Linked DNA regions of Zea mays: region 2 is linked to region 1. Evidence: chromatin contacts called from public Hi-C data. All regions are on one chromosome and are shown on one strand. The core of a region is the stretch at or near the end of the contact, and the rest is flanking DNA. Distances in the headings are between cores, read along the strand shown. Region 1 holds the start of LOC103652160 (formin-like protein 12). Region 2 holds the start of LOC100277421.

Evidence for each region. Hi-C and Micro-C count contacts between places; a contact is called where the count stands out from the background.
Region 2: a contact with region 1 is called in a Hi-C map of ear, with 5 times the contacts expected there. The contact joins the promoter of LOC100277421 here to the promoter of LOC103652160 in region 1. A contact is called at or near these places in 3 of 25 Hi-C or Micro-C datasets (ear, leaf and tassel).

The regions. Positions count from the first base shown.
Region 1 is chr3:126,380,095-126,387,073 of Zm-B73-REFERENCE-NAM-5.0, reverse strand. It overlaps LOC103652160 (formin-like protein 12), which reads left to right and starts at 3,957. Exons shown (of 18, transcript XM_035966297.1): 1 at 3,957-5,715; 2 at 5,796-6,979.
Region 2 is chr3:126,599,131-126,606,109 of Zm-B73-REFERENCE-NAM-5.0, reverse strand. It overlaps LOC100277421, which reads left to right and starts at 3,011. Exons shown (of 1, transcript NM_001150985.2): 1 at 3,011-4,866. The coding sequence starts at 3,400. The coding sequence ends at 4,425.

The sequences.
Region 1 (6,979 bases), core at 2,708-5,207:
TGGGCTTTTCTAAAAATCAACACTAATTAAAACCTAAGCAAGAGCCCAACTTCACCCCAACAACTAGCAATAAGAGAATAATACTAGAAATACAACAATGCTAAGACAATACTTTAAATACTTGCTAAATAAATACACAATTTAAAATGCTTGAATTAAGTGCGTAATGTAAAGCAAGGTTTAGAAGACTCCTCCATTTTTTCCCGAGGTATCGAAGAGTCGGCACTCTCCCCTAGTCCTCGTTGGAGCACCCGCGCAAGGGTATCGCTCCCCCTTGGTCCTTGCAAGAACCAAGTGCTCACTATGAGATGATCTTTTGCCACTCCGGCTCGGTGGATCTCTCACGACCGCTTACAAACTTGAGTCGGGTCACCAACAAGATCTCCACGGTGATCACCGAGCTCCCAACGCCACCAAGCCGTCTAGGTGATGTCGATCACCAAGAGTAACAAGCCGTAGACTTTCACTTGACCAAGAGAAGCCAAATGCATGCGGTGTGTGCTCTAGGTGGCTCTCGCTAGCGCTAATGAGGTCCAAATGCGGGATTAAGATTCTCAAATCACCTCACTAGGCTTTGTGGTGCTTGCAATGCTCTACCAAAGTGTAGGAGTAAATGTGGGCAACAAGACAATCAATATGGTGGGTGGAGGGGTATAAATAGCCCTCACCCACCAACTAGTCGTTACACAAACCCTGCTGCGCATGGGCGCACCGGACTGTGGTGCGCCACCGGTGCACCAACGGTCGACTCCAACGGCTAGTTCTGACAGCTAGCCGTTGGGCAGATGGCACACCGAACAGTGAACAATCACTGTTCAGTGCGCACCGGACAGTCTGATGCGCTATCCGGTGTGCCACTAAAATTCAACTCGTGAACTGCGCGCTCTCATGTTTCTACGCAGGGAACCCTCTTCTCTGGGCCAGGCTGTCCCCACTGGCAGAGGGTGCACCGGACAGTCCGGTGCACACCGAACAGTCCGAAGACCAAAGTCTCCACAAGGCCAACCACAAAGATAAGGGGCTCTTGCTAGCTTTACAATGAATGGGAGTCAAAACTCCACGCTCAAATGATCACAAGAGGTAGCTCACACTTTCTCTCAATGATTCTCATAATGCACTATCGCTAAACACACACGAGTAGCTCTTTCTTGCTTGATCTTTCTTTTGTGGCACTTGTGAGGCCTTGATGTGTATAGAAGTGCTGCACTAGTAGACAGGAGTGAATACCCAACTCCTGTGTATGATATGGATCAATCAATCAATGAGAATGGGCTGGTTGGGGTCCCTTTTATAGCCTCCAACCACCCATATAACTGTTATGCCCTGTCTGTCTGTTCTGCGCACTGGCGGACGGTCCGCAGCTTGGGCCCGGATGATCCACGACCCTCCAACGGTAGGATCTGACGTTACAACGGTTATGTCTGACAACCCAATGGCTAGATCAACAATTGTCTCGATACGCGGAGGTCTGCCCTTGGTCCCGGATGGTCTGCGCCAGTTCTAGAAATCCTTTTGCACAACTAGTCACCTTCAGGCTGAACCAGATCTTCACGTGCGGACGGTCCATGAATTATAGCTGAACGATCCACGCTTTATAGCCGGACAGTCCACGATTTATAGCCGGACTGTCCACGATTTATAGTTCCTATCCAAAGTCATAGCGGTGTCACGAACGGTCCGCCAGAAGGGGCCAGGCGGTCCGCACTTGGCGATTTCAGAACTTGAGTTTCTGACTTGTCGTTGATCTTTGAACAATCTTCTCCAAGTTGCTTTGGCTAAACTTGAGAGAGATCCTATGACTTAGAAGAATATCTCTAGTGGTTGTCCATCTAGTCTAAGTCATGGATCTTAAACATTTTAATTCTTTAACTCATATTTCTTCTTTTGCTCAAACTAGCTCCAAAATAGTGAGAAGTTGATTCTGAGCTTTCCAACTTCTCTAGAAGTGTTGAATAGGTTCCTCGGGGTATTTAGAACTTATCCAAAGAGTAGAACTATTGGTAGTTCATCTATTCCATGTTTTACCCCTATTTCGTTGTATCTGAGCTTATTGTGACTTAGAAACTAAATGTTGAACTTATGAACCTGTGAATCAAAAACTAGGCAAACTAATTAGTCCGAATGGTTGTGATGGTCATCAAGCACAAAAAACAATATAATAAATGGTTTAAGGCCATTTCCCTTTCATGCACGTATTGGGCTTTAGCGAGGGGGGGTCCAAGCCGAAGTTGGTAGCACAGTATCACCTATGATAGTGGTCGTGCTTCAAGGGTCGGTCAGCTTATCAATGGGCTCGTTCGTATCCCCAATATCTGACGGTTCACCATGCAGTGTAGTCCATCCATAGTGTCGTTTCCTATATCCGTACGAGAGGAATGAGTGCTTCATGGTTGATTTAGACGTAATGGATGTGGATGTTAGTCAGAATAGGAACAACCTCCATTCCCCTCCATGTTGTGGCGACCGTTATGATGACGAAGGCTAATCATGGAGTGGTCATCCTCATTCTTTTGATCGTTGACCCGTGTGTGGTTTGTTTGTGCCTGTGTCTAGTTTGGTCATCCCCTTAGGCTAGGCACGATTCGCCTGACCCCTAGGTTGACTTAGGGCTCGTTCAACCCTTTTTCGTTTTGCCCAACCCCTAGGCGTCCTTGCTTCACATCGGGACTAGGGGCAAACATTAGCGGTTTACTCATGATCCAGAAGCAGATTGGGCCTTACTCGAGCCTTTTCAGAGTATCTTTACTCATCACGACTCGTGGGCCTTGGGGACCCGGTTTTGACCCTGACAACAGAGTTTTGTCTTTCATAAGATGTGTATATAATGAAATTGATGATCAAGATTCCAATGTTTAATTGATCCACAGTTTTGAAGCTCATTGTTTTTAACATACCTGAATATTAATGGTCATATGATTATCTTGTCAAATCCTTCTCCCCTCCAAAGGTGTCGAAGGGGAGAAGGGTGATTGTGTTCTCCGTGTCCAGAGAGCACATGGAACAAGTACAAGGGTTAACATACTAAATGTATAAACAAATGACATTATACAAAGTAATTGATGACAATGAACTAGTTTCATATATGCAACAGTCAAGCTCAATGATTAGGTTACTTTGAATAACAGATATCAGATAACATAGGGAGGGAACATCCAAATATACTTCGACATTGTAGTATCTTTGGAGGTTCTCTCGGGAAAAAGATGCTATAGACGCAAGGTTACATATGACCGATCCCCGTAACAGTGATATTATTCATCTATTTATAGGGTTCGAACGATATACATATTCATATGAAATTGCAACCTTGCCCTTACGTTTACACCGTAGTCCTTCGCTAACGAGAGGGTACAATCACACCATTTTACAATCCTGATTTTCTTCTCCATGTAAACCTTCTTAACTTGTTTTATCCATAGACCATTGTGAAGGCACTGAAGCTCCCCTTCACTTTCCCATTTCTTCGTCGTCCGAAGCTCTTTTAAGTGTGATGGTTTTTGGCTTTGATTGAGGTCCTTATCTAAAAAAATGCCTAAACATTGATTTTGGATAGAGACTTCGTCTATTTTCTTGACATTAAACAGATTCCATATTTGGACAGAATTTAAACTATGATGAACTCAGGCCATCACTTTTTTTTGGAAAGATGAAAAATTTCTTAGAAACCGGACTCGGAAATCTCTAGCTCTGGATTCAGCCCGTTACACGTTGGGCTCTCTGTAACACGGCAAGAGTACCATTCGTTGGGCTAACTTTGATTCATCCTGCTATTACGGGCCCATCCCAATTGCTCCTGACTAGTGCAGATCCGGCCTATCATGAAAAAGCCCACACGGTGACCGCTGCCTGATGTGATGTCATGCGCCGAGCAGCGTGGCGCGCACCGGTGCAACCGTTGGCGCCGGGCCCCACATGTCATACGCACAAAAAATCTTACCCCCGAGGCATTTCATCGTGTGTTTGTTTCGAGCAATCGTGCTCGCGCGTGCTCAGCTTTGCTCTGCTCTGCCTGCCGCCTCCGCCTCCGCCGTCGTCTCCCCTCTGTCTTCCTCCGTTTCCTTCTCCGCCACCTCCAACACCCCAAAAATAATTTTAGCAGCACGAGCAGAAAAAAAAGTTCCGCTCGAAAAAAAGAATTCCTCAACGAGAGGGGGAAAGGAAACCCTAGCTGTCTGAATTCCGCCGCGCGCGGCATTGCCCTCCCGCGACTCGAGCCGGGAGCTTGGCGGGCGGGTGCGTGCGTGGCGCACCCGATCGCCGGCGTTCGTATCGTTAGCCTCCGCTGGCGAGTGGGTGCTAGGTCGGCGGCGGCAGCGGGCAGCACGGGGCCCGATCATCGCTGGCGCCGCCGCTGCGGTCTGGCTGGCTGGCCGCCGGCAAGAGTGCGGTCGGCTGGTCCCGGGCGTCGCGGAGCAAGTGGGTCCGGGGGCAGGCCGCCGGAGACGGCGGCGACGCCGACGGCGGTCGGAAGCGCAAGGGAATGGCGCTGTTCCGGAGGCTCTTCTATCGGAAGCCGCCGGATCGGCTCCTCGAGATAGCCGACCGCGTCTACGGTACGGTAACCCCGCGCCTCCTGTTCGACTGCCGCCACCGAACCGAATTACCGATTTGGGGGGTACTTCGGGGTGTGTGCAATCGGAGGTTCTATTGATTTTAGCACCGGAAATGCAGCTGCATTATGTAATTTCGCTCAGTGCCGGAACAAATTTCTCTGGATGTTGTTTTCAGGCTTCCAGCTAACATGCCTTCCTTGTGCATGCTGCATCAGCTTACGGTGCCACCATGATTCTATGGCCCCATTCTAGTTTCGTTCGAGCTATGCTTCTCAAAAAGAAGGGTTCGCTCACTGTTCGACTACCGCTGTATTTTTCCCGTGTTTATTACTGCACATTAATAGTAACGTTGCCAGCAACCTCGTTGGCTGGTGCAAGGGTTTGATTCTGAAGTTTCTATGTTATGCGATTAATGTAACACCCATGTTTGAAGATAGATGAGGAGCTGTGACATTTAGTCTATGCCTAATACGATAATGCTTGCTGATCAACAAGAACAATGCGATCATGTCTTAATCTGCTACTTCACTATCAGAAAAAAAATTGAATAAGAAGTGCATTTTAGTCTAAAATGCTGCTAACATGTTTGAAGACATGAAGTTTCACATAAGTAGAAATACTGATTGGCATCTTTGTGTTGCTGTATTTAATTGTTTGCTGATGGGTTTTCAGTAGTGCAACTAGGTGACTTCTTAGTAGGACTAACAGGATAACTCTCATGCATTTTTTAAGTAAAGGCACTGCTCAATTAAGCAAGGAAAAGGGAGTTTTATGTAAGCTGAACGCCCATTGTGCCCAACAGACCGGTCCTAGGACAAAAAGAGAAGCCCTCCCCCACTCTTGGTGGGGTAACCCGCAAAGAACATCGTCCATTCGTCCTACATCTTTGCACTATTTCTTCTTTGGTCGATGAGGTGACCTGCTGCGATGTCTTGTACACATCTTAAAAAATCCTCCTATTTCTCTCCTTCCGCAGGTACCACACAATGTAGATTACCACTCCGTTGAAACGGCTGCGGTCGTGCTTTGGCACCTTGCTTACTACTTCCTCCCACCAATCGGTAATGCAGGCGGGGTCCTGTTAGGGTAGCTGCACATTGAAATTCTTCCAGGATAGCACCTGGCTCCAATTGGCCCTTGCGAAGGGGCACAGCAAAGAAAGGTGTAACCTTGTCTGTTATCTCTAGAGGCCCATTACACAAGACACAATGGTCCTAATGTGGGAACCCCGCTCTTTTGTAGGTTGTCCACCATTAGGACTTTGTTGTGCATGAGTATCCAGGCGTGGACTTTGCATTTATTTTCCACCTGCGCCTTCCAAATGAGCTCGGCCTGGAATTTTCGATGCGATCCTCCGAACTGGATCTTGTATGCTGAACATGTGGAATATTTTCCGTCAGCCATCCATTTCCGAGTTATAGAATCCTGCATGCCGAGCAGCATCTGTACAATTTGTATTCTGGTCCATAGTTCGGCGAATTCTTGGATTTGTGTGGAGGTTGTGATTATGTCCAGAGCGATCGGATATAGTCACCATTGTGTAACTTCTGACAGGACTGTCCTGTTCTTTCTACACACCAGCTCATGCGTTTATGATTTGATTATGTAGGATCAAGGCTATCATGTATTGATCTGCTACTTCTGTAGTCTCGTATAAAAAAATTGAATGGGTGGCTTCTGGCCTTGCACCATACTTCTATGATGGTTATAGACATTGTCAAATTAAGTCTGACATTAATGTGCAATGATTGGTCTGTTTGTGCTTGCAGTATTCGATTGTTGCTTCTCAACAGAAACCATGGACCAATACAGATACAAGAATTACCTGGACAACATTATTTTGCAGCTCCGTGAACAGTTTGCAGATTCTTCATTGATGGTACTTAACTTTAGAGATGAAGGAAAAAGTCTTATTTCAGGCATTTTCTCCAAGTACAATATTACAGCCAAAGACTACCCTTGCAAGTATCTAGGATGCCCGTTACTTCCTTTGGATATCATTCTCCACTTCCTAAGGCTGAGTGAAAGGTGGCTTATGCTTGAAGGGCAGCAAAATATTTTACTAATGCACTGTGAGAAAGATGGATGGCCAGTGTTGGCATTTATGCTTGCAGGTCTTCTTCTGTACAGGAAACAATATAATGGGGAGCAAAGAACTCTAGATATGGTGTACAAGCAAGCCCCAAAGGAGCTTCTTCAGATGCTAACCACATTGAATCCACAACCGTCTCATCTTCGGTATCTTGGGTACATATGCAGAATGGATGACGGCATAGGATGGCCTACACAACCTATTCCTTTCACCTTGGATTGTGTAATTCTTAGAGAAATTCCAAATTTTGATGGAGTCGGTGGTTGTCGGCCAATTGTTCGAGTATATGGGCAGGATATTCCAACAACTGACAGAAGTCATAGTGTCATTTCAC
Region 2 (6,979 bases), core at 1,762-4,261, 220 kb before region 1:
AACAGTAGCACCGTACTGTTAATACTGGATTGTAATCACTCTCGCGCCATTCTCGCATCTTTACCTTCTGCCAAGCCGAAGATATTAATGTAATATGAATATTATTAATATTTACTCATATTCACATAATATACATGTGAATATATTATTGATTTATAATCATGATCTTCGTTTTCTTATGTTCTATTGCTTAATTATTCATATTCCTATACTAAAATGATGATATTCCTATACTAAAATGATGAAGATATGTATTTCATGACCTTTGTCTGAAGATCATTATATCCGAGAGTAAATAATGCTTCGAAGGACGAAAGTCTTTGACCATTAACAATTGTGTTGCCTTGTTTTTGATCTATACTATTTGAGAACAAGTGACCAACAACTATAGTATTGAAATGAGATGTAATTTCGATGCTATTGTCTGGACGCCACTAAATTGGAGTTTAGAATTAATTCCACATAATTTATTAAAGGGCTAACGCTTTGTACTGTGAGAGGGAATTTATAGCTATATTCCAGTTCTAGAGAAACGAGTCTCTGATTCAACAATCTCAATTCCATGTGTAACTAGACAACAGAACTCAAGAAAGCCGATTCCAATTCCTAATTATTCCGTGCTTCAATGCCTAGGATCCACACGGTGTACTAGAGCCCAGATGCATGTTGCATGTATTGTGCGTTTCTTTTTTTTGAGGAAGAACACACGTTCTGTATTATTGATTCAAAGTGACATTACAATCCCTGCTAGCAGCTTCCATAAGCCAACTAGGAAAGCAATCCAGCCAGAATAACACAGGAGCCAACTCTATAGCCTTACTTGCACAAAGGTGAGCGACCTCATTACCCTCTCTATTAACGAAAGATACTTGAAAAGATCTGAAATTCATACTCTTCTCTTTGATTTCTTGCCATAAGCCTGCGATAGCACTCCTTCTTCCCTCCTCAGACCGGAGAAGAGCCACCAGGACAGAGTTATCCACTTCTAGAATCGCTTTTTCCACGCTAAGCATCTGGGCCAGCACCACGCCGTCACGAGCAGCCAAAGCTTCACTGGTTAGCGCATCAGGGATGTGTTCATATAGTTGTGTTGCTGCCGCCAAAACCTCTCCCTGCGAGTTCCTCATCACCACACCCCCAGCCCCTTTGCCCGTCTCAGCAACAAAAGCAGCATCCAAGTTAATTTTCACCCAACCCTCCAATGGCGCTTTCCATTTAACCCGGCAACGCAGAGAGGCTTGCGGCCCCGGCACTTTTAAACAAACAAGATCCTCCAGCATTTTCGCCACATAACTCACTGCAGCGTATGGATTCCAGCGGTCACGCCCAAACCTTCTAGCATTCCTTCCAGACCATAAGGACCAGGCACCACAAATAACCATCGTTTTAACTGAATCAGTGAAGTGGTCATCAGCCAATAAGTCCTTTGCCCAGGTGACCTCCAAAAAAACTGGTAGTTTTATCCCTGTAATGTTTTTAACCACTCGCCAGAACTGCTTTGCAACTGGACAATCAATAGTAATATGGAAAAAAAGATTCCCCTTCCTCCCCACACACTTCACAGAAATTTTCACGAAGAATATGTCTCCTCTTCAATTCAGAATCATAATTGATCCGGCGCGCGCGGACTGCGCTCCGCAAGCCACTTTTGGTGGCCAACACATATACGCTTGGTCGCTGCTTGCAGACAGCGACGGAATCGGGCAGAACTGGCAGGAGATAGCGAAAGGGAAGGGAAGGGAAGGGAAGCAGGGGGCAGGGGGGCAGCGGGAGTGAGACTGTCACTCTCCCTCGCTGTCGGGGTGAAATTAGGCCCCATACCGAACTCACTCGCTGAAGAGCTGACTGACAGTTGGTTCCGACCATTCTTCAGCAGAAAGGTCGGCTCAGAACTGGATGCGTGCGAGGGTTGCCTTTCAGCTTCATCTCCCGGACTCTTGCGTTTCTTGAGCAGCGGCACCAGCACCAGCTTCGTCCGTCCGTCACTGTACAATCACTTTCGCTTTGAGTGCAGAAGCTGCTAGCTGCACAAAACCAACTGGTCGGAAAAAGAAAACGTTTCCTCTTTATTTTATTTTTTTACTTACACCCCAAAAAATAAAGATGCCCTTCTGAGCCGTGGTTAATGATTTACTTAATAAAAAGTAAACCAGGTCGGAATTATATGAGTTTAGGACCGTTTGGTGGCCGCGCTGCGTCCTTTCTGTTTCTGAGCCGTGGTTCGTCGTACGCGGATCGTAGGTGCACCTAATTGCTGGTGGATCGACCGCCAGGCGCCAGCCAGCCCTCTTCGGATGACCAGGAAACAACCGCTCGGCGACAAGCAAAACACGAGGCCCCTTTAATGGCGACAAGTCGCTCGCATGGACCCTGTCACCTGTGGCCTGCATGAATCGCTCGCCATTTTAGCCAGTAGTGCTCGGTACAGTCGCCCACTCGCCCGTGAATCTCACCGTAGCGCGCGGCGCGAGAGTCCGGGAGATGAAGCTGAAAGGCAACCCTCGCACGCATCCAGTTCTGAGCCGACCTTTCTGCTGAAGAATGGTCGGAACCAACTGTCAGTCAGTGAGTTCGGTATGGGGCCTAATTTCACCCGACAGCGAGGGAGAGTGACAGTCTCACTCCCGCTCCACCCTCCCTCCTGCCCCCTGCTTCCCTCTCTTCCCTTCCGCTATCTCCTGCCAGCTCTGCCCGATTCCGTCGCTGTCTGCAAGCAGCAAGCGTATATGCTCTCTTCTCCGGATCCTTAGTCTGGCGGGGCCAGCAATATGAGTGGGATATAATCGAAGCAACGCCTTCGCCGCCGCACCAGCCACCCTCCAGCTCTAGCCTGGCGGCCAGGCCGCCGCCCTTGTACCCGACGGCACCTACAATGCTTGCAACGTCTCATCCATATAAAATAGTGTTCGGTAGGGAGTCTAGTAGTAGTAGATGGTACCGAGACGAGATGAATTTCAGGCAGATTTTTTCTATTCATTTCAGCTCCAATCGCTTCGCTTGCTTCGTCTCCAGTACCTGCCTTGCCACGCCAGTCGCCAGCTCAGACCTCGCTCCTCTGCCCTGCTCCTCCGTAAACTAAAGAGGCCCTCCCGCGGTCCCGCCCGGTGGCCTCTCGCCGTGCTCATCCGTTCGGTACCGGGTCAGTGCCGCCGTCAGTAGGTGGTCAGTCAATCATCCGCTCGTCCATTCCAGCTCTCTCCTGCTCTTGACCGGCCAACCATCCATCCATCCATCGGCGGGCGCGCAGCCAGCCAAGCGGTCCCGCCATAAAGGTGGCGAGCGCGAGTATGCTGTTGCATTGCTGCTGATTGCTCCGTCTCCTCCGCCTCTCGCTCGCTCTCTGAGGTGAGGAAGAAGAAGCGGAGAGGTTACGGGTTTGCGGGTTGCGTTGCGTGCGACATGGGGAGAGCGGCGGGGCTGGCGCGCGACGGTGTGACGACAGCGGGGCGGGCGACGACGACGAGGGTCATGCGGGCTGCCGTGTCCGCGTTCTTCGCCGGGTACCACCGCTTCACCTCCGTGGCGGCGCTGCTGGCGCTGCCGTTCTCGGCGGCGGTGCTGGCGTCGGAGGCGATGGCGCCGTCGTCGTGGGCGCTGCGCGCTGTGGCGGCGCGGCTCCGCTCCGTGTTCGCGGCCGCGGGGTTCCCGCCCTCCCCCTTCTTCGCGCTGCTCGAGGCCAAGCTGTCGCAGACCGTCTTCACGTTCGCGGCCACGCTGCCGTTCGCGCTCACCTTCCTGCTGCTGGCCAAGGCCTGCGTCGCCGCCATGCTCCGCCTCCGGGACGACGACGCGTCGGAGTCGCCGCCGCCTCGGCGGCGGCGGGTCGCCGTGGCCGCGCTCCCGCCGTGCGCGGCCGTGGCGCGCGCGTACCCGGCCGTCGTCGCCACGCACCTCCTCAACGCCTTCCTCATGCTCTCCGCCAACGCCGCGGTGTTCTCGCTGCTGCTGCTGGCTTTCGGCGCCGCCGACCTGCTGGGTCTCACCTCCCACGTCTGGACGCTCGCGCTCTCGGCCGCGGGCGCCATCGTCTACTCGCTCGTCGTCGGCGTCGCCACCGTGGTCTGCAACCTCGCCATCGTCGTGGCCGCCACGGAGCCCGGGTGCGCGGGCCACGCCGCGGTGCTCAGGGCCTGCGTCGCGATCCGGGGCCGGGTGTCCACGGCGCTGGCGCTGGCGCTGCCCACCAACCTCGGCATGGCGGCGGCCGAGGCGCTGTTCGGACTCCGCGTCGTCGCGCAGCGTCGGAGGGACGGGAGGCTCGCGCCGGGTGTCGCCGGCGAGGCCTTCTCGATCGCCTACATCCACGCGATCTGCGTCGTGCTGGAGATCATCGTCACCTGCATGTTCTACAGGAGCTGCAAGAGGAGTGAAGCCGACGAGCTCAGAGAGCTGGAGCCAGAGGAGAAGGGAGACCTCCAGGCTTGATGCCCTCTCACCTTCAGCTTCAGTCTGGTGCGTGCACAATACAGATAGTAGCATCATCATAGATTGTGTTTCTGATCAGAACAACAGGATCAGATCATAGGGTACAGAGCTGATACAAAGAAACATAGTGGTAAGCCGACATAAATTTCTGCAAAATGTTTCTTTTTTTATGCAAAGCAAATGGTAAACATTGAGTTCAAATAAACGGTTATTTGTACAGAAAGAAACATTCTCTTGAACTGTTCTTGTGTGACACTGGTAGCTTGCACCAGCACCTCGAAGAAGGAATTGCAGTTCAGAGCGTATAAACTCAACCTCCTCATCAATCTACTAGGTATATGCCCGTGCGTTGCTACGGAATCGACATGATAGAATAGACTGATATGCAAAAGCACTAATTGTTATTCTATAGTATATTAGCATGTTAAGGATGTTTGCATTGAGAGCTGATTCATTATCAACCACTGCATGCTTGTCCAATTGGTTGTCAATTTGTACTTGATTTTTCTCCTTCGAACAATCCATTTTGGCACTATTGTAATATTGAATTCCTACGTTAATAAATTTGTTACAATCATAGCAATAGCTTTTTTTAACTATTGTGAATAGAGGATTAAACATTAAAAGAATAGACGTCGATATTCTATATTTATATTGAGATTCTAATGGATTTATCAAAATCTACTTGCTGTTGTTCTATATTTCCTGAACTAAAAGGTTGTATTTTTTGGCCATCCATTGGTGAAACTATAAGTATATCTTTATTGTAAAAACATGTTCCTAAAACGTTTGCAAACTATATTTGTTTGCTACATATAAACGTTGTTTGCCCTTATGTTGCGAGAAAGATAATAATCAAAGACTAACTTTGAAGCCAGATACATTGAAAAATGCTCTTGTGGTCCGAGACGAGACACCGATACCTTGGTGTACACACAGAGAATGGAATCTACAGTGTCGGTCATCGTTGTCAACTATATGGCGGCAGTGCTATGGGCAGCTTCCATGCCTGGCCACATTGGTAGATCCACCCCATGTTTTTGTTTGATAACGATGCTCTCTGCAGATAAACTTAAGTATATTTAATTTGTGCATATTTACCATCTCAGGGTAATCAAAGAACGACAGCTGGATGATTTTAGCTTTTCATCACTGGATTAGAATCAAAATTATATGACCAGCAATAGGCTATCAAGTATCAATAGTTACATCATTAGATCAACAAACGAGGAGTTCACAAACAAAATTGTGCTTCACAAGACATGTCTAGTTTCCTACAGCTGTTATATGAAAGATGTGAGTAGGGAAAACACCATAGAACACTGCGTGGGAGCCAACTACCATATTCATGCCCCAGTTTCACCCGTACTCAAAAAGAAAAATGAACTAGCTAACTCAAGATTCTACAATTCCTTTAAAGCTCAATTAACTCACAACAATTCACGGTATGGGTTACAACATAAAAAAATTCAAACGACCATGCATAACCAAAATCACCAATCTCCAATTCCTTGGCGCTGAACACCAACAGGGATCACTGCTGGAAAACCCGCAGCAAATTTGGGGTAAGAGAGCTAGAGATAAACCCACAACAACTGTAAGACTGCCATGTTCTCCGTATGTCAGGACATAGTGTAACAAATATCTACATTGATCAAAAAGCAGCATCAGCCAACAATTCCTTTTAAGCTTCCCCTACCGAAATAAGAGCAGGAACATACATACCCCGTCAAACAAATAGTGTTGAGAGCATGCGATGACGGTAGCCATATTACATGGCATTTTCCTTCTCATCTTCTGTAGCTGTCACTCTTCTAATGGGCGGAGAGCATGGCCGGGCTGACACCATATCCTGCGCTCAGAAAGATCGAGAGTGTCAGTGATTAAACTAAAGTGTGTCCCTTCAATTGTATACAAGCAAATGGCAAAACCTTGACAGAGTTGCCGAGGTAGTCACATAAAGCCATGAGGAGGATCATCTGCCTAGCTAGCCTGCTGTGTCCACTCTGCAAGATATAAATTTTTTTCAAAAAAAAAGAATTCAGGATCAAAGGGAATTAGTACCGAGAATACATAAAGCAAGGCAATAAAACCAGTGGGACATGAGAGAGAAGGCATACCCAGAACAGGAGAGGGAGGAATCCCGTGTAGAAGGGCACGGAGATAACACATGACAGCACAGAGAAGAAATTGTCCAGCATCTTGTGCTCCAACTTCTGCAATGATTCAACACATGAGAAACACCGAAGACAATTAAACCTACGAAACTAAAACATCGTAGTTTTTTACAAGACAACCATTCCATTCAAGTTTGATGTAAGACAGTAAGAGAATGAACCTTAGTCAGGTTCATCTTAAATTTACTGAGCAAGTTAATCCTACCAGCACCGAAGTTAATTCATGGTAGCAGTTGATTTGAAGAACAAGTCCAAGCATGAATTCTCCACTACAAAAGACCAGATAGGTTAATTCAATTCAGAAACAAGGAGAGAACAAGAAAGATTGCAACCATCTTATAGAATTCTGTGTGCTGCATATAATCGTTTCAGGTCAC